Regions from separate parts of the Mus musculus genome. Here region 1 is linked to region 2. Evidence: chromatin contacts called from public HiChIP or PLAC-seq data. All regions are on one chromosome and are shown on one strand. The core of a region is the stretch at or near the end of the contact, and the rest is flanking DNA. Distances in the headings are between cores, read along the strand shown.

Region 1 (3,690 bases), core at 371-2,870, 92 kb before region 2:
CCTGGATTCTGGAGCAATGCCTAGCTATTCCCGTGACTGACCCACAGTACCCAAAGGACCAATCTAGGGGTGCCCACTGGTGTCCTTCCAGGATCCCTGAACAAAGTCCCAACTTAAGAGCTGCAGAGGGGAGTCTGGGTACGGTGGGCAGCAGGGGGTGAGAGGTCAAGCCTGCTTTCTGAGCTGTTAGTGGCTCAGAAGCTGACCTGTATATCCTTCCCTTCCCCAGGCCCCGGTTACCCCAACACATTACCTCTGCACCCATTCCACAGCCACACTCTCCACAAGTCCCCATGGGAAGGAAGGACTGGATTTTAGCTAGAACGAGAGAGACTGAGAGAGACTCACGCGGCAGCTAGTGTGTGCCATCAACTTACCTGAGGACTCCCTAAGGCCCAGCCTTTTAGTGTCCTTGTCCAGTGTAAGACAGCTGACCCCTCACACTCTTGGGACAGGAGAGGTTGGAGTTGGCCAATAGTGGCTGGACAGTGTGCGCCCGCCATTTGGAGCTCCAGGGGTTGGTTTGGTAGCTTTGACGCCCTGCAATTTTGCCCATCCAGGAGGCCGAGTAAGCCTGAGACGGAGGCAGGCCTGCTCTGTGTCACCCTCTGTAGGACTGGTACATTGCCATTAGGTAACAGCCGGGTGTGGGTCCAGAGAGTGTTTAGTAAGGGTGGGTTCTCCACTGGGGAACTAGGTAGGAATTCTCCTCCTTGCTGCTTAGGCTAGGCCTCTGGGTCCTGGGACTCCTGCAGGTCTTGCTCCTTACAAGTGAGAGAGGCCTCCTGCAGGCCCTCCCAGGGATAGGAAGCCCTGGTGCCTGGGGTTCTCAGCACCACCACCAGTAGTTCAGGTTACAATAATCCCCCACCCCACACTCGGCTTGCTGTAATCGGCAGCAGCCAGGTTCGACAATATGAGTTGTAATTGGATTTTAATTTTTAATGCCTGCAATAGATGAAGAGCTACGGGCCAATTTGTATAGACTCAGTTACTCTGCACCTAACAGGACTACTTCATTATCTGCCAAGCATTGCACCCGCCCTGCCTCCTGCTCCCGGGAGGGAGGGGTAGTGAGCCTGGTCCAGAGTTTGTGCCAGTAACCTGAAGGCTGCCTGCCACCTGCTGCAGTGGAGGAGCTGCAGAGGGAACGGGCCACCTCCCGTACCTCAGAGTGGGCTGGAGACCAGTGCTGCCTACCCCTCTTCCTGTACCACTGCAGCTCCCAGTGTAGCTTTCTGGGCTCTGTCTGCCCTTGGCTGCCGGGTTGTCCTCTAGGGCCCAGGCATCAATATGTCCAGCCAAAACTGCAGCTGCCATCTCTTGGCCAGGACTCTTGACCCCAAGATCTGTAGGCACAGGTGGCCGTGGAGCCTCTGGACTCCCTGGTCACCCTGAGCTGTGGATGGGGAAGGGAACCAGGATTGCATGCAGTAGGTCTCCCAGGTGCTAGAGATGGGGGAGCCACAGGGCAGAGGGCACATGGCCTCCACACAGACTGAGTCTTGAATAAGGAGCACAGCCCTTTTCCAGTGGTTCCTCCCACCTCCCCAGCTGGAGGGGTCCCAGGGCGAGGCGCTCATCTGCGACCGCCCTTTAGATTATTCTTAGGTCTGTTGTATAACAGGCAGCATCGCAGGCAGACGGAGGAAGGGCTCCTGGAGACGTCTCCAGTGGCAGCAGCTAGCCAGCCGGGAGTGAGCTTTTGTCCTTTCTGCCTGCCCAACACAAAGGGACAAAGGAGGCGTGTTCTACCACCCAGTCCTGCCAAGGGCTAGCCATGCTGGGCAGTGGGGAAGGATTCAGAGTTGTGGGGTTTCAGTGCCCCTTGGCCTCCCAGAGTTCTCTGGGTTGAGGGTGAACCTGACAAGGAGCTTTCCCAGACTCCTGCTTCTGTAGCCTTATGTGCAAATGTGTGTGTGTGTCTGCGTATATGCATGTGTGTGTGTCTGTGTGTGCATGTTCTGTGTGTGCATGTCTGTGTCTATGTGTGTGTGCATGTATCTGTCTGTCTGCCTCTGTATGCGTCTGTGTGTGTGTGTGTGTGTGTGTCTGTATGTGTGTGTCTGTCTATGTGTGTGTGTCTGTGTGTGGATGTCTATGTGTGTCTGTGTGTGTGCCTATACCCTCCTCCCAGGGCTGTGCTGAAGCGGGAGTCTGAGGACGGAGCAGCAGTGCCCACCGTGGCACAGAGCTTCCCACCCCTTGCTCTTGCTCCTCTCTTCCTTCCCCATCTGTTCTGTTCTCCTTGCAGCTTTCAAGCTCATTTCTGGGGTCTCCACCCCAACACATTGGAGCAGGCTCCCCACACCTGGTTTCTGAGCTCCTGCTGGGTATCAGCTCCCAGCGGGCAGGGCATGGCAGGAGGAGTCATGTCTTATGACAAATAAGAGGGACTTTGGAGAGACTGACCGGCTGATTAGACTATGGAGCAGATGCTTCATGCCATCAGAGACTGCTGGAAAGGCCCCCACAGATCCCAGTTCATCTGCGTCCTGTGGGCTTATGGCCTGTATTACCTCATCTTTCCTCTTTGCTAGATCCTCTGGGATGCATGCACATACATGGATACATACACATTCGTGAGTATGTGTATATAACCTACACACACATGCATAATCTACGCAGACCTACTTCCAAGGCAGAGGAACAGCCTTGTGAAGAAGTGAACTGGATGTTGTTGTTGTTTTGTTTTTAAAATCAAGACAGGGTATCATTCTGTAGCTCAGGCTGGCCTTGAACTCCAGTCTTCCTGCCTCAGCCTCCCAAGTGCAGGGATTTCAGGCATGTGCCACCACACATGCTGGCTCTAGCTGGCTGACATTCTTTTTTCTTTTCTTTTCTTTTCTTTTCTTTTCTTTTCTTTTCTTCTTCTTCTTTTTTTTTTTTTTGATTTACTTATTGTTATATGTAAGTACACTGTAGCTGTCTTCAGACACACCTGAAGAGGGCGTCAGATCTCGTTACAGATGGTTGTGAGCCATCATGTGGTTGCTGGGATTTGAACTCAGGACCTTTGGAAGAGCAGTCAGTGCTCTTAACCGCTGAGCCACCAGCCCCTGGCTGACCGTTTTTTGTTTTTTGTTTTGGTTTTTCGAGACAGGGTTTCTCTGTATAGCCCTGGCTGTCCTGGAACTCATTTTGTAGACCAGGCTGGCCTCAAACTCAGAAATCTGTCTGCCTCTGCCTCCCAAGTGCTGGGATTAAAGGCACACGCCTGGCTCCTGGCTGACATTCTTGAGACCCGTTTTCTTTCCTGAGACCTTGTGTAAAGAGTATGAGAGAAGGAAGCTGGGCAGGGGCTGTAGCTCCAGGCTGCCGAGCTGTTCATGCCCCATGATCATGACTGATTCGCTGACCTTGGAGAGCCTAGAACGCATGGGAACCCTGGGGGATGGTGAAGGACAAGATTCTGAGATGTTTCTCTGTTTGCTTAGGGAGGGCCTAAGCACCTGAGATCCATACCAGTACCTCTAGCCTAGCCTCTTCTCTTATCATGGAGCAGCCTAGATCCGGACTGGGGTCACTTGCCAGTCTGGCCCTTCCCGGGTCACCACCACACCTGGTAGTTGCTCTGTCCTGTGAGTGTTCTCCAGAGCTGACACAGAAGTGTTCAGAGGCGACTCTAAGGACATATGTGCAGCCCATAGATAACCTTGGAGTTCTGTGGATAGGGGTGGGGATGGGGTA
Region 2 (3,407 bases), core at 265-2,764:
GAGGAGGAGGAGGAGGAGGAGAGAGGTTGAATAAATAATTTGGGCGGGAGGCCCGCTCCGGGTGGGTTCCCACACCCCACCCCTGCCTTATACATTCATCCCCACAAAAGGCGCGTGCGCGGCAACAAACTCATTCGCCACGGGGCCGCCTGTGCTTTGTGAGCCAAGCTCCTGGCCCCAGAGGCCATCTGGGGAGCAGTCCTCCGCGCGGGCAGGGTGGGGGCTTCCCTCTAGGCAGCCTTTGAGGCCCTGAGCATCAGCAGCAGCTCCCTGGTAACCTCGTTGGAGGTCAGCACATCTGGCCTCAAGCGCCCCTGGAGAGCACCCCTGGAGAGCGCCCCTGGAGAGCACCCCTGGAGAGCGCCCCTGGAGTTGCCTCCTCTTATGTTACACTAGGTATGAGAAGGACACTCTCCAGAGATTCACCTGCTGCTTTAGCCATGACTCAAAAAGGGTTGTGAGCATAGGGTTCAAAACCGTGAGTATCCACTATATAGAAGCTGGACTATGTGGGTCTCAGTTTTCCTATCTATAGAATGGGGCTGATGGTGGTCCCACTCAGGTGTTCACTGAGGAGCACAATGAACAGAGAGGAGACTTCAGAGTGGCCTTGGACTCAAAGCTGCTGGATGTCCCCATTCCTGAATCCCCAAGAACTCTCAAACTCTACATCTGGTTTTCTGGTGGGAACATTCGCATGGGAGTCCAAAGTGATGGACCGGCAGCTAGGTGTAGCCCTCCCGTGCCCCCAGCTCTGAGCTAGGAGGAGAATGTCTACTCAGCTTCTATGCTGTGGTGTTAAATAAGTGTGTGTCTCCCTGCCAAGCCTCTGACTGTGGCCCTGCCTAGGGCACATAGGGTGGAGAGAAAAGAGACTCAGGTGGGTGCAAAGCCTTCTGCAGCCCTGCTTGTGTAGTGGGCATCTCTAAGTCTGGGCAGCTGGGCTGGTAAGGCGGGAGCTGGAGTATTCAAAGGTCTTTCCACTTAAGAATATTTCCTGGCCAAAGGGCTCCTGGGGCCAGAGCCTGGTGGACAGACCCTCTCCGGGGGTGTCCCTGCCCCCAACTTTGCTGGGGAGGGGGTCCTTGAGAGGGTGTCCTGCAGGCTCAGAGAGATAATCCCGGCTTTTGAGAGGCTGTGAGAGGCTGGCCCGGGGACTTTCCCACAGCCCCACATAAAGGGCTGGGCGCCAGCTGCTCTCCCACAAAAGACGCCAGGCCATTCAGGGCCCCCAGGCAGGCGGGGCCAGCAGAGCAGCTACCACAGCCTACCTGGCCACCCTCAAGCCAGACCAAGAATACAAGGAGGTTCCTCCTCCCTGTTGACCAATGAGAGGCCAAGATGTCCCCAGAACTGGAGACCAAGGTGCAGTTTTATAAAGTTCCCTGGGGTAGGTACCCCTCCCTTTTGCCTAAGGCTGGCACCATTCCTGGGCTCCATCACTCAGTCCCAGGGTCTGGGCAAAGGACTCCCTGGAAGTCCCTGCACGCTCTTGCCATTATGCCTGGCACAGTGCCTCTGCTGCTGCCTCTGCCATCGTTAGACTGCCCTGTCTCCTTTCCTCCTGCCACACGTCCTGCCCAGAGTCACACTGGCTGGCACACTTCCTTGCTCCCTGGCTTGCCCATGATGTTCTCTCTCCCAGCATTCATTTCTACCTTGCCCACTCAGCAACCCAGCCTGCCACTCAACCTGAGGGAAAAGAGGGGCGTGGCGATCACCTTATCAGGACAAGGACTTCTCCACATACCTCAGTCACCTTATCTGATGTGAGGAGCAACAATTTTAGCTGATTAGAAATAGCAGTCTGGGGCTGGCGAGATGGCTCAGTGGGTAAGAGCACCCGACTGCTCTTCCGAAGGTCCAGAGTTCAAATCCCAGCAACCACATGGTGGCTCACAACCATCCGTAACGAGATCTGACTCCCTCTTCTGGAGTGTCTGAAGACAGCTACAGTGTACTTACATATAATCAATAAATAAATCTTAAAAAAAAAAAAAAAAGAAATAGCAGTCTGGATAGAGTGGTGAACCTGTAATTCCAGCATCTGAGAGGCAGGCAGAGGCAGAGATATCAGGAGTCTACCGTTAGTTAGCCTTGGCAGCACAGCGAGTTCAAAGCTAGCTCAGCTTATGTGGCCAAAACCAAAAGCAAAAACCAAACCAAACCAAAAACAAAAAACCAAAAGAAAGAAAGAAAGAAAGAAAAATAGAAAGAAAGAAAGAAGAAAGAAAGAAAAGGGAAGAATTTATCAAGTCTTAGAGCTGCTGGGGGGATGGGGGGGGGGGCGTGGGTCCTCTTCCCCTGGAAGTTAGATACCTGTACCAGCACTGAGGTAAGGACTAGCCTGAGAGAGAGGTATGTGGGGCTTCTTGGAGAAGGTGAATACTGGATCATTGCATATTGGGTTGAAGGCAGCTGGGGACCTCTGGGAATGATGGTCTTAACATTTTTAGGGCTGCTCCTGAAGTTATTTTTAAAAACCCTGATCAATCTCACGCGCGCGTGCACACACACACACACACACACACACACACACAAACGCGGGGGGGGGGGGCAGAGGACAGCCTGTAGGATCAGGCTCTCTTTCTATAATGCAGATTTCTGGGACTGAACTTTGGTCATCATCAGGTTTGGCAGCAAGCATCTTTATGCAGCACCCTGACCAAACTTCAGTCACTCCCTAAAACTACCAAGCCCAGTGTGTCCTGGGACTGGGCTGCAGTCCTGCAGGTGGAAGGTAGAGATCAGCCAGGTGTGTGTGTGTGTGTGTGTGTGTGTGTGTGTGTGTGTGTGTGTGTGTGTGTGTGTGTGTGTGTGTGTGTGTGTGTGTGTGTGTGTGTGTGTGTGTGTGTGTGTGTGTGTGTGTGTGTGTGTGTGTGTGTGTGTGTGTGTGTGTGTGTGTGTGTGTGTGTGTGTGTGTGTGTGTGTGTGTGTGTGTGTGTGTGTGTGTGTGTGTGTGTGTGTGTGTGTGTGTGTGTGTGTGTGTGTGTGTGTGTGTGTGTGTGTGTGTGTGTGTGTGTGTGTGTGTGTGTGTGTGCGCGCGCGCGCGTCTGTTTGTGTGTGCACGCGCGCGGGTCTGTGTGTGCACGCGCACGTGCTCTCAGACAACTTGAATAACAAGATGGAAGGCAAGGAGAGCACCAGTCCTGTGCCTTTCCCGTAGGAAGCTGTGGCCAGGGCAGAAGCTGCTAATGACACTGATTTCTAGATCCTGGCTGCAGTGTGCTAGGCAGTGACAACATTCTCAGGGACTGGAGGGTTAAGATCTAAGGGCGAGGAACCTACCAGCCAGAGAGTCCTGTGAGTTCCAGGACCTGGTTGTAGCAGATCTCCACCCCTCACTCCTAATGGATAGTAGCCCAGCCCCTCTGTGGGAGGGCTCATGCTCTGTTGTCCAATCCCGC

The links. HiChIP or PLAC-seq counts read pairs in DNA pulled down with a chosen protein or histone mark.
Region 1: a contact with region 2 is called in an H3K4me3 HiChIP or PLAC-seq map of embryonic forebrain, with 2.0 times the contacts expected there. The contact joins two enhancer-like sites. A contact is called at or near these places in 15 of 39 promoter capture datasets (the 3T3-L1 cell line, 3T3-L1-derived adipocytes, the C10 cell line and 8 more), 5 of 15 datasets of contacts at CTCF or cohesin (CD8 T cells, the G1E-ER4 cell line, embryonic stem cells and 2 more), 29 of 484 Hi-C or Micro-C datasets (B-cell progenitors, the C2C12 cell line, CD8 T cells and 16 more), 12 of 115 datasets of contacts at active chromatin or transcription factors (the HPC-7 cell line, craniofacial prominence, embryonic basal ganglia and 7 more) and 3 of 9 other capture datasets (adipose tissue, liver and pancreatic islet).

Annotation. Positions count from the first base shown.
Region 1 is chr4:155,038,366-155,042,055 of GRCm38.p6, reverse strand. It overlaps a transcript of Plch2 not described here. Among named protein-coding and RNA genes, the nearest start is that of Pex10, 27 kb to the left of the region's middle. Within about 2 kb of position 1,620, at least 28 of the 459 cell types and tissues checked have an H3K27ac peak or open chromatin away from gene starts, as enhancers often do. A contact at or near this core is called in embryonic forebrain, where this site is marked.
Region 2 is chr4:154,946,543-154,949,949 of GRCm38.p6, reverse strand. No RefSeq gene overlaps it. Among named protein-coding and RNA genes, the nearest start is that of Hes5, 13 kb to the left of the region's middle. Within about 2 kb of position 1,514, at least 31 of the 459 cell types and tissues checked have an H3K27ac peak or open chromatin away from gene starts, as enhancers often do. A contact at or near this core is called in embryonic forebrain, where this site is marked.